Regions from separate parts of the Mus musculus genome. Here all the other regions are linked to region 1. A link is a contact called in public HiChIP or PLAC-seq data. All regions are on one chromosome and are shown on one strand. The core of a region is the stretch at or near the end of the contact, and the rest is flanking DNA. Distances in the headings are between cores, read along the strand shown.

Evidence for each region. HiChIP or PLAC-seq counts read pairs in DNA pulled down with a chosen protein or histone mark.
Region 2: a contact with region 1 is called in an H3K4me3 HiChIP or PLAC-seq map of bone marrow-derived macrophages, with 4 times the contacts expected there. The contact joins two enhancer-like sites. A contact is called at or near these places in 9 of 39 promoter capture datasets (the 3T3-L1 cell line, the HPC-7 cell line, HPC-7-derived erythroid cells and 4 more), 4 of 484 Hi-C or Micro-C datasets (Th1 cells, bone marrow-derived macrophages, granulocyte-monocyte progenitors and 1 more) and 1 of 115 datasets of contacts at active chromatin or transcription factors (bone marrow-derived macrophages).
Region 3: a contact with region 1 is called in an H3K4me3 HiChIP or PLAC-seq map of bone marrow-derived macrophages, with 2.9 times the contacts expected there. The contact joins the promoter of 1700034H15Rik here to the enhancer-like site in region 1. A contact is called at or near these places in 4 of 39 promoter capture datasets (hippocampal neurons, liver, pre-B cells and 1 more), 6 of 484 Hi-C or Micro-C datasets (CD8 T cells, the G1E-ER4 cell line, cortical neurons and 2 more) and 4 of 115 datasets of contacts at active chromatin or transcription factors (astrocytes, bone marrow-derived dendritic cells and bone marrow-derived macrophages).

The regions. Positions count from the first base shown.
Region 1 is chr1:191,590,587-191,594,292 of GRCm38.p6, forward strand. All of the region lies in intron 4 of Ints7 (integrator complex subunit 7), which reads left to right. Among named protein-coding and RNA genes, the nearest start is that of Ints7, 17 kb to the left of the region's middle. Within about 2 kb of position 1,990, at least 68 of the 459 cell types and tissues checked have an H3K27ac peak or open chromatin away from gene starts, as enhancers often do. A contact at or near this core is called in astrocytes, bone marrow-derived macrophages, cortical neurons and 1 more, where this site is marked.
Region 2 is chr1:192,076,712-192,080,417 of GRCm38.p6, forward strand. The region is part of intron 1 of Traf5 (TNF receptor-associated factor 5); the gene reads right to left. Among named protein-coding and RNA genes, the nearest start is that of Traf5, 14 kb to the right of the region's middle. Within about 2 kb of position 1,825, at least 161 of the 459 cell types and tissues checked have an H3K27ac peak or open chromatin away from gene starts, as enhancers often do. A contact at or near this core is called in bone marrow-derived macrophages and granulocyte-monocyte progenitors, where this site is marked.
Region 3 is chr1:191,905,491-191,909,196 of GRCm38.p6, forward strand. It overlaps 1700034H15Rik (RIKEN cDNA 1700034H15 gene), which reads right to left and starts at 2,037. Exons shown (of 5, transcript NR_030669.1): 1 at 1,570-2,037. It overlaps Slc30a1 (solute carrier family 30 (zinc transporter), member 1), which reads left to right and starts at 1,291. Exons shown (of 2, transcript NM_009579.3): 1 at 1,291-2,123; 2 at 3,361-3,706. The coding sequence starts at 1,517.

The sequences.
Region 1 (3,706 bases), core at 740-3,239:
ATAGAGGCATATAAAGGATAGTTAGACATTTAATTGCATAACATTGACAAGCCATAGTGAGTAATTTAAAGTAAACTCAGCTACACCCGAGAGCAACATGAAAACACTCCAAGAAAAACGTCACAAGACACTTGTCTTGTTGTCTTGGAATGTTCCTATAGGCACTCAGAATTCTCCTCATAGGACTCCATTCTTGGACCATGTACCGACAATCCACCATGTCTAGATATTATTCTAAATACTAGTGACAACAACAAAGTCAAAGCTTTGTTAGCACAAATACCATTAACTGTGCTGTTGAAGTAGCCACAGTGGGTGGGCGAGGACTCTCCAGAGAGATGGCTAATGGCCAAAGCTGAGTGCTGAAGAAGTGCCTTCATAGTTCTTCTGTTGAGAGGGGGGGATCTCAGAAGCATCTCTCTGTGTAGCTTAGGCTCGTCTCAAACTTGAGATCCTCCGGCCTTAGTTCCCAATTATTGGGACTGCAGGTGCATGCTGCCACATATGGCCTGCCTTTACACCCTTAAATAAAAAATGTGTTGGTAGATACTTATTTTAGTGTAAAATAGCTTTATAAAAGTGTTTATTTTCCAAAAACAAATTATTTTGTGAGAAAAATAGCCTTAAACATTTTTTTCAAAGATCTTCAAGGCCTGGCTAAAATCTCACTCATCTGCTTTCTCAGTAACATTTTGACTAAAGTGTGTAAAGAAAATCCCATCTCCCACAAGTAGTGGTGGAAAGAAGGGAGGTTTGTGAAGCTGTCTTAGGTTCATGAACGCTTTAATACCTTGTCATTTGGTCTGTTAGGAAGCACTGATGTACTTGTATTACTCAGATCTTGTAAATGTTCCACCTGCATATGAGAGCACCACACCAGTTTAGTCAGAAGGACTTGTAAGCGTTAAACTTTCATGCTCATGGTAAAAAGTTTGTTTGCTGTAATTGTAATTTTTGCTGACAGCTAGAGTACTGTACTTGTTATAAAAGATTCTCAGTAATTTGCCTAATGTTATCAGTTGACTTTAACTCCTCTTCCAAGAAAAATCTTTGGCAAGTAGGGAAGTCTAAGTATCTGTGTCCCAGGAAAGCATACATTTATATCTTATCCCAAACATTTGGACTGGTGCTGTATGTGTTTTTTAAATTGAATACAATGAGTAGTTTCAGTTTTGCTGAGACTGTTGCATACAACTAGCTTGTGTTCTCTCCTTAATATGAGTTTACAGTAATGAAGAACACGTGACCTGGGACAGTTGCTGGCATTGCCTTGGTTCTTGCTACCTCATCCATGTCCTTTTACCAAACATGGTGGATGGATGGGTGGGTGGGTGGGTGGATGGATGATGCCAATGCCATTGTACCTGGATAAGCCATGAGACTGAAGCAAATGTTACTTAACACAAAATGTGTTTGTTGTCAAGAGTTCATGTAAAAGAAAACATTCTGTAATTAGGTGGAACTGTTGCAAACCCCTCACCGCAGTCAGACACGGGCAGTGCTTGATCTCCTCACTGACTGCAGTCGGTGCGGGCGGCATGAGCTGGCAGCCCCTCAGTTCAAGTGTGTTCTTGCTTGGCTGAGGCACTGTGCCAATTAACCGTGACTGATTCTATGTGCACATATGTGCCTGGAGCCCACAGAGGCCAGAAGAGATCATTGGATCTCCTGCAACTAGAGATATAGGTGGTTGTAAGCTGCTGGATGGGTCCTGGGAACCAACCCTGGGTCTTGTGCAGTAGGAGCCAGTGCTTTCAAGCACTGAGCTGTTTGTAAGGAGCACAGCTGCCTGTTGCTAAAACACTCAGCCCTACTCTTTGAATTCCAGCTCATAGTCTCAAAATAGTCGTTGAAATGTCATTGGCATCTTAGTTCTTTGTGAAAGAGTTTTGTTGAGTAAGACAGGAAGTTAGTGTCTTTACAAGGAAAACAGTACATTAGCGTCTGCACTGCAAGGAATCGTGTGCTCACAGTCTTGGTTTTTCCTCCTTGCAGCTTTGTAATTCTTTAGACTGAGTCAGGAATTCCATCTTTTTAGCATCTCGTCATCTTACATAACCACAGGCTGAGGAAATAAGTCTTTCACTTTCAAAGCAATGATCTTCCCGGAAGGATAACGAAAATGCATTTTCTTACTTCTTTTTATAAGAAGGTATTGCACAAATAAAAGTTTGAGAAAATTTTCAGTTTTACTGCAAAGCAAGGCAAGGTGTGCTCACGCTGTGGGTTCTCCCTGGAGGGCTAGGCAGTGCCTGCTGGTCCTGGAGGGCCCGGGGGAGCTGACAGCTGAAGTATTGCAATTATGAGGAGCCGTTGAGCTCACTGCACTTGCTCGCAGAGCCTGGGTGAGCAAGGGCTTGTTGACAGCAGTGTGTAGCACCTTTGGGGCCACACCGAAAAGTCTTCATCCAGCATGTATAATGGCTTCCCCATACCTTCAGATGGAGTTCCCTTCCCCTAGTCTTCTCCCCACATGTACTGTAGCCCCTCCCAAGGCCACATGCAATTAAGACAGACTTGCATATGACTGATTGGGAGTGGTGGCTGGATACTCAGGTAAGCGTGCCATGGCCCTCCGTGTCCCTCATTTCTATGAGGGGACAGAGTCAGTCAGTAAGTCCAGGTGTGGTCTTTGGAAGCAAGCACAGCTAAATTCATGAAGATGGCAGCTCTTTCTTTAGCTTGATCGATAGTGCTGTACAACTTCTTATGATCTGCAATCACACAGGGAACTTTGTGATCTCAAAGTCTGGCTGATAGGGAGGGTATGCAGATTAAGATAGGTGGTCTAAGATAATGCAAGTATACTAGAGGAACTCAGCCCACTGGGTCAATCATACTCATATTTATATGTCAAACTCGTCATCTAGGACCTTTCTAGGACCAGGATATAGCTTATTAGTATAAGGCTTGCTCAGTGTGTGCAGAGGCCTAGATTTGATTCCCAGTACTACAAAAAACCACAAAGAAAATCTAGAAAACAGAAGAAAGCACATTGCATTAGCTGTCAAGAGGTGAAGTCTTCATTGTCTGGTGTATAGAGAACTCTCATTGACTTGAAATGGACAGAATATATCTTAGCAGCTGGGAATACTTTATTTAGACTTGTAATGAATTGCAAATCGTACTTTATGTCCTGCACATCACTTAGTTTTGCTGTGTAAAGCACGTTATGTAACATTTTATTCTAGATGTTCATGTTATTAAGTTTTTTTGGTATTGAGTGATGTTTCTGTTAGAATCAAAAAACTGTGTCTTGAAACAGCTCCTTTAGGCAGTTTGGGAAATGAAGAGTCAGTCTGTATTTGCTTGCATCTCAGATCCTTCCATACTAGGGCCTATCTGTTGTCCATATGTTCAGAGCTTGTGTTACGGGGCATCCGCAGGCGTGTGTGGAGTGGGGACCTTGGTTCTTGCTAAGTCTCAGGCTGATCCAGCAGGCACACTGGTCAGCATCTTTCCCTCAGGCAAGCCTGGAAAAGTACTGCCAGAGCCTGCAAAGTCTTGGTTGTAATTTGGAGTATTGATGCTGCTATAATTGTGTTCTTTTCACTTATAAAACTTAATCACAGCCTGGCAGTGGTGGCACACACCTTTAGTTCCATTACTTGGGAAGCAGAGGCAGGTGGATCTCTGTGAGTTTGAAGCCGGGCTGGTCTATAGAGTTAGTTCCAGGACAGTGAAGGCTATACAAAGAAACCCTGTC
Region 2 (3,706 bases), core at 575-3,074, 490 kb after region 1:
GGTTACAGTTCCTAAGACAGAGGCCCAAGTAGGTTCTGAGCTCTGCTTCTTGGGGGAGATTTAGTACCTCAAAAGCAAAACTCAGAGAAGAACAAGCATAGGACCAGCAACTGAAACTGTTTCTGCCCTGCTTCCTACTAGCTAGGGAGACCTGAGTAAGACCCATCTATCTCCTAGATTGGCCAACTGCCCATCCATCCACTGATTCCCATATAGGGACAGTGTGTGCTGCACCCTGTGTCAGATCCTGAGACAGCACAGCCTGTGATAGTCCACTGTCCTCCAGGCCCTACAAGGGTAGGATTCTACAGAAAATGATAAGCTACAATAGCCCAGTGGTAAGTGCTACCAAGAGAGACTTCAATGTAGGACCACTGGAGCCTGGTTGAAACTTCACAAAAGTTGTTGAAATGTCTCTGCTGAGCTCACAAAGCAGTTAAACTGGACTGAAGGTGGCATTTTATGGATGAAAACACAAAGAAATTTCCCAGAGGGCATGGCACAAGTTTGAGATTGGTTAATAATCAACTGTACTCAGTTGTGAAATGAATGGAATGGAGCAGTCACTTGCTGCATGCCCACATCCATCCTAGACTCTTCCTTTGCTGGGGTCTGTACCAGGAGGTGGGTGAGATGAGAACAGGCCCTGGCTCCAGGAAAAGAACAATAAATGGGGGCAGAGACACAGGATGGGAAGGAAACCAAGGGTGTGTGCAGGAGGCTTTCCAGGGCTGGCTGCTTTCCAGACCATCTCAGTGGGATGGGTGAACTATGAGTCAAACCAGCTGACAACCTACATTTCTGGGACCAGAGTAAGTCACATAGTGCTGTTGGTAAAGTGTTTGCTTTGCAAGCATGAAGACATGAGTTCACTTCCCCAGAACCCACATATTAAAGCCAGGCATGGTGGTGTACACTTGTAATCCCAGCACTAGGGAGGTGGAGACAGCAGGAGCCCCGGGCCTCACTGGCCAGCCAGCCTAGACTACTTGGCAAGTTCCAGGTCAGTAAGAGACCCTGTCTCAAAACAGCAAAGTTGATATCATCTGAGGAGAGAAACCTGAGATTGTCCTCTGCTCTTTGCATGAGTGTGCACACATGCACATATACACGACTGCACCAATGAACACACATGTGCACACAAAATTATCAGAGGAACTCATGATTCCTCAGTCATATATTCTTATCTGTTTTCATCGTCCAAGGTCATGTGTCCTTTGTAATATCAAGGTCTGATTTAAAAGCTGTCCAAGGATCTCCCAGCATATGACTGTGAGATACACAGGTAGACATGCATTTTATGTGCAATTCATGTCATGAGAATTTCACTTCATAAAATAAGACATGATGCTAAGAATAGCAGGAAGTTCCAGTAAAGGTATAAATTTGATCAACTAAAACTAATTTAATCTCCTATAGTCATCTGTGACTGTTTTCTAGACCCTAGATCCCCATTAGCAACGAGTGGGTTAGATGTAATCTCACCTAGGCTCGTGGAGAAGCCGGCGCCTTCCCACCAGGTCCTCTGTAGGGCAGTGTTCTAGTCAGGGCTTCTACTGCTATGGTAAAACACTATGACCAAAAGCAACTTGTGAAGGAAAGGGTTCATTTCAGCTCATAGCCCCACATCACTGTCTGTCTCTGAGGGAGTCACTGAGCCTGGCTGAGGCTCTTCCAAAGCTTCTTTCAATGGCAGTGAAGAGCCTTCCTCTGAGATGCAGAAGCAGTTCCCGCAGGCAGGGCTCTGCTCTAACCCCATCCTCAGCTAGAACCAACACAAACTCTCTGTTCTCCACAGAGCTGAACAGGAAGGCCCTGCAAGGCAGGGGTCCCTCCCACAGCAGCCCAGATGAGATGAGACAAGGCCAGCGTTGGGGAGGAAGAATGACGAGCCAGGAGGGTGGGACTTTAGTTCCTCAGAGAAGTGTGATTTCTCTCTGGCTGGCCAGGAAGCCTCTAGTTCCTCATTTCCAACAGCTTACCAGACAGGGTTGCAGGGCAGCTCTAGAGCTACTACCCACACTTGTCCTGAGCCATGCCTGCCTTTGTCCCCTAGTTGGGAGGGATGATTCTGGGGAACACTGTCTTCTCTCAAGTCAGCCACAGCCAACCAGGGATATTTTTAAGTCTCCAGGAAGTCACAACAAAGCTTTCCCCTCAAAGGCCTGCTTGACTCCAGAGCTTTGAGCCTCAACTCTGTGTCCTCACTGTCTACAAACTTCTCCTGGGACAGCCATCTTTTATTACACCCCACCCACAGAGCCAGCAGTACCTGACTGAAAGCACTCAATTGGTGTTTGGTGAATAAGGTCAAGGAGAATAAGGGGAGGGGTAGGGGCCTCACATGACGTCGTGGTGCAAAGGGGCTGCTGGATGCAGGGCAGGACAGGTCCAGCTGAGGGGGACTTTAGAAAAACATGCATGGACCCCAGGTGCTAGAACTATGTGGTAGGAGGCAATGTCTACCTGTGGCTTGCTACCTCACACACCTAGCTTGTTTTAATCCTGACATTCCTGTGGCATACATATTACCATCATTCCCATTTTTCAAAGGAGGAAACTGAGGCTTGGAGGGATCCTACTTCAGGAAGTGGTCAATGCCCCTGAGGAATCAGCAGGAGCCACAGTCACTCCAGGCCCCTGCTTCCTCCCGGCCCACAGGGAGGCAGTGTATGTGGGTGGCACCCCATGGGTTCTGGGGTGGACCAGTCTGGATTCAAATTTTGGTTTTACACTGCATAGTCTTATGAACTCAGGCAAGTTACTTTGTCCCTAGGCCTCTCTGTTTCACACAATAATTAATAGTGACAGTGTAGCAACCTTGTAGGACTTCTGAAGAGAAAATAACACGATGTGCAAAGAGATGGCTGGCCTGCTAACTGCTTTTGTAAATACAGTTTTATCAGAGTGTAGCTGGGTTAATTTGTTTGCAGATGTTACCATGGCAGAGCTGAGCAAGCTAACTTGAGATTGCAGGGCAGCACACATCCTATAACAGTGACTATCTTCTCCCTAAGGGAAAAGCCAACTGACCCATGTATGTCTACATGAAAAGCGTTAGGAGGTGGGGAGGGGCACAGAATGCACTGCAAGGGCTCTGAAGATTATGAAGTATGTGCAACCCCACCCCCACTGGCTATCTCCCCTCATTCTCAGGATAATATGTCTACCTGACATGTCCAGCTGCCAGGTTCAGGAATCAAAAGTGAATAAGAGGGGCTGGAGAGATGATGCAATGCTTAAGAGCATTGGCTGCTCCTGCAGAGGGCTCAGGTTTGAATCCCACTACCCACATGATAGCTCACAACCATCTATAACTTCAGTTCCAAGGGATCTGACACCCTCTTCTGACCTCTATAGGAACTGTACACACACATGGTACTCAGATACACATTTGAAAAAAACACTTATAAATCAATCAATCAATCAATCAGCCAACCAATCAATCTTTAAAAAGGAAAAACCAAAACCAAAACCAAAACCAACTGACATATGAGTGAGCTTTTCATCTGGTACCTGCTGCCACCCCTAAATGAGTCCAAGGACTGCTCTCTGCATCTAGCTCCCTTCAGTTAGCTGTTTCCCTTCAACCCAGAGCTGTGGGGTGTGTGTGTGTGTGTGTGTGTGTGTGTGTGTGTGGTGGGCATGTGTGTATGCGTGTGTTGTGCATGTGTGTGTGTGCAGGTGAGTCCTGTCCTCAGGCCAA
Region 3 (3,706 bases), core at 787-3,286, 310 kb after region 1:
GAAGCAGCTGTATCTCTGAGTTCAAGGACAGCCTGGTCTAAAGAGGGAGTTCCAGCACAGCCAGGGTTTACTCACAGAAACTGTTCAGAAAAGCCAAAAGGAAATTTTTTTCATGCAAAAGAACACAGTGGGCCATGAATATCTCAATGCAATAGCTGGTACCCAGAGGGTCCTTCGAAAGGCAGGTTTGGCGACTCAACAGAGGCCTCTCTGATGATTATAGCCTCCATTGGGGTGTGGGGGGCTTTACCCACATAGATGTGCACACATCCACTGTTCTCGCTTGGAGGACGAACTCCATAGAGTTTTAGCCAACTCAGCAAGGGTGTTTGGTTCCTCGTGCCTCCCCACCATCTTCTTTTGTATTCTGGTCGCCCCTCCCCCTCCAAACAGCCCACACAAGGGTTCGGAGGTTTAAAAACCTATAAATAGTGTGAAATCACAGAGCCTTGGAATTTTAGCTAGAAGGAAGCAGAAGAGTTCCACTTGCCCAACCCTTCCCTGTATTGATGAAGAAACAGGTGTAGCGAGATTAGGTGACTTGCCCAAGTCACGCAGCAGGCTCCCGCCCCAAGTCAGCACTCCACACTTTAAGAGTGTCAGCGACAAGCTGACTTCACACGGTTGCCCTGGGGAGGGGTGGGGGGTGGCCGTGCGGGTGACCCCTGGATGGAAAGTGTTCCTGAGGCTAAGGTTGTGCTGCTAGCAACCAGTTCCTAACTCAGCTCCTCACTCGGCCGCGGCCGCGCCCCCGCCGCCGTCCGCACAGCCCACACTCCCCGCCCCTCCTGGGCGCCGACCTGTCACCCAGCCGCCCCCACGTGCACCCAGCTCCCAGGATCAAAGTCTGGGGCGGCCGGGCCGGCAAAGGGGAACCGCGGCCCGGAACCCGCACCGCGGGAAGCGGCAACTGCTCACTGCGCCCCAGGGCTCGGCGCCACCGCCCTGCCGCCTGCCCACCGCTGCACGCGGCCCGCGCCCACCCTCCCCCGTACCGCCCGCCGCTGCACCCGGCCGCGGCCCCCGGCCCACGCCCGGCTCCCCAGTGCACAGGCCCCGCCCCCAGCTCCCGCGGCCGCGCCCCGCCCCCTCCCGCCCCTCCGCCGCGCTAGCCAATAGAGGCCGAGGAAGGGCGGGACGCCGGGGCTGTCGTGAGGCAGCTCTGGCCAATGGGGAGGCGAGCCGGGCCTGGGGGGCGGGGCACCGGGGCCTTGTCACGCTCGGGTCCGTGTGAAAACGGGGGTTCCGAGTGCAAAGCAAAGTTTTTTTGTAAACCGTCTGCAAAGGAGGGGGGGCGAAGACGGCGGACGCCTCCGGGCCGAGCGCAGTCGCCGCGGACGCCGTCTCCCGAGCGCTTCGGTCCGATGCTCGGCAGCCCCTCGGCACGCAGTGGCCCGCCGCGCCCTCCGCCTCGCCAGCCCAGCCGAGCGCCGGCGCTTGAGTAGCTGCGCGGCCGGCGGTTTCCCCACAGCGCCGCTCCCGTTCCCGCGTCAGCGCCGAGCCTCAGGCCGCCGCCATGGGCTGCTGGGGCCGCAACCGCGGCCGGCTGCTGTGCATGCTGCTGCTGACCTTCATGTTCATGGTGCTGGAGGTGGTGGTGAGCCGGGTGACCGCGTCGCTCGCCATGCTGTCCGACTCCTTCCACATGCTGTCGGACGTGCTGGCGCTCGTAGTGGCGCTGGTGGCCGAGCGCTTCGCCCGGAGGACTCACGCCACGCAGAAGAACACGTTCGGCTGGATCCGCGCTGAGGTGATGGGCGCACTGGTGAACGCCATCTTCCTCACGGGGCTGTGCTTCGCCATCCTGCTGGAAGCCGTCGAGCGCTTCATCGAGCCGCATGAGATGCAGCAGCCGCTCGTGGTGCTGAGCGTCGGCGTGGCGGGGCTGCTGGTCAACGTGCTGGGGCTCTGTCTGTTCCACCATCACAGCGGCGAGGGCCAGGGCGCGGGCCACGGCCACTCGCACGGCCACGGCCACGGCCACCTCGCCAAGGGCGCGCGCAAGGCGGGCCGCGCGGGGGTCGAGGCGGGCGCGCCGCCGGGCCGGGCGCCGGACCAGGAGGAGACCAACACGCTGGTGGCCAACACCAGCAATTCCAACGGGCTGAAGGCGGACCAGGCAGGTGAGCGCCACAGTGTTCGGGACAGGCGCCCCCTGGCGACCGCGGTGGGTGCCACGCCCCGCGCCCAGGTGCGCGGTGGTTTCGTGCCCACTGAACAAGTTTGATAATGATGTGCTGGGGGTGTGTGGGCCCTGGTTAAAGGCGGCCTTTGTGAACGGGAGTGTGTGTTTCCCTGAACCGACCACCTAATCCGGAAAATCACTGTTTAGGGACCTGCCAAGGCACGTTGCACCCTCACCTCCTCGGGTTGGCATAATGGTGCTCGACCCAGTGGTGATGTATTACTCTCGTGGTTTTAACGAGCGTTTTTCATCTTGAGCACGTGTGCTTGATGGTAATTTGGAAGGTAAGTGTTGAAAAGAAATGAGAAAGAACCTACCACCCTCGATGTTAACATTGTGTGTATCTTCCAGTTTTTCTTGCCACTTGTATCTGGTTAGGTTACTTACGGAGGCAGCTTACCTTCTCCAATGCATAGGAACATGTTTGGAAGTTCAGGTGGTGCGTGGGAAAGGAGAAAGAGAAGCTCCTCAGGTGTGCCCTCTGACGGGAACTTTCAGGTTACTTAGTGATTGTTGACTTCCAACTTTGTTGATAGCTTCAGGTTGTTTTGTTGGTTTGTTTTTGGTTCCTCTAGACGGGTTTCTCAGGATAGCCCTGGCTGTCCTGGAACTCACTCTGTAGGACAGGCCGGCCTCAAACTCACAGATTACCTCCTGCATGTCTCTCTGGGGTCAAGGCCTGCACCCCCAGCAATAGACCCAGGTTGTTGATTTGTCAGTTTGTGAACCCTTCTACAAAGACGCTATGTTTTATGTTCTTGACGATGATTTTACGTTAGAGCTGCTTTTCTCAGTCTGTCTAGTGCCACTGACAGAGACCCTCACATCAGGTTTGTTCCTGTCAGAGGACATCCCTTCAGTGATGCTTACTGATTGCCTAGAGTTTTGTTTCTCTTGTATGTTTCAGAGAGGTGACGCAGTGTTTACACGACCCCATCCCAGCAGTGAGGGCAGGTGAGAGGTGGGAAGGAACAAGGAGCAGTAGCCCAGTGACACAGTGGACTCTCCGCTGTTGGGTACTGGCGGGACCCAGGGCTAGCTCACTGTGGGTTGCTCTCAGCACACTGTCATTGTCACAGCTTTATGAAACAAGTTTAAACTCACTCACTGCCAGACAAGATGTTTCTGTGGACACTTTAAATGTGCTTAGTGAAAATTGTATTGTTTTGTTGTAGAGCCAGAAAAATTGAGAAGTGATGACCCAGTGGATGTACAAGTAAATGGGAATCTCATCCAGGAGTCTGACAATCTGGAAGCGGAAGACAACAGGGCTGGGCAGCTGAATATGCGAGGAGTGTTTCTGCACGTCCTTGGAGATGCCTTGGGCTCCGTGATCGTGGTCGTGAATGCCTTGGTCTTTTACTTTAACTGGAAGGGTTGTACTGAAGACGACTTTTGTACGAACCCGTGTTTTCCTGATCCCTGCAAATCGTCTGTAGAGATAATTAACAGCACCCAGGCCCCGATGCGTGACGCTGGCCCATGCTGGGTGCTCTACCTAGACCCAACCCTTTGTATTAT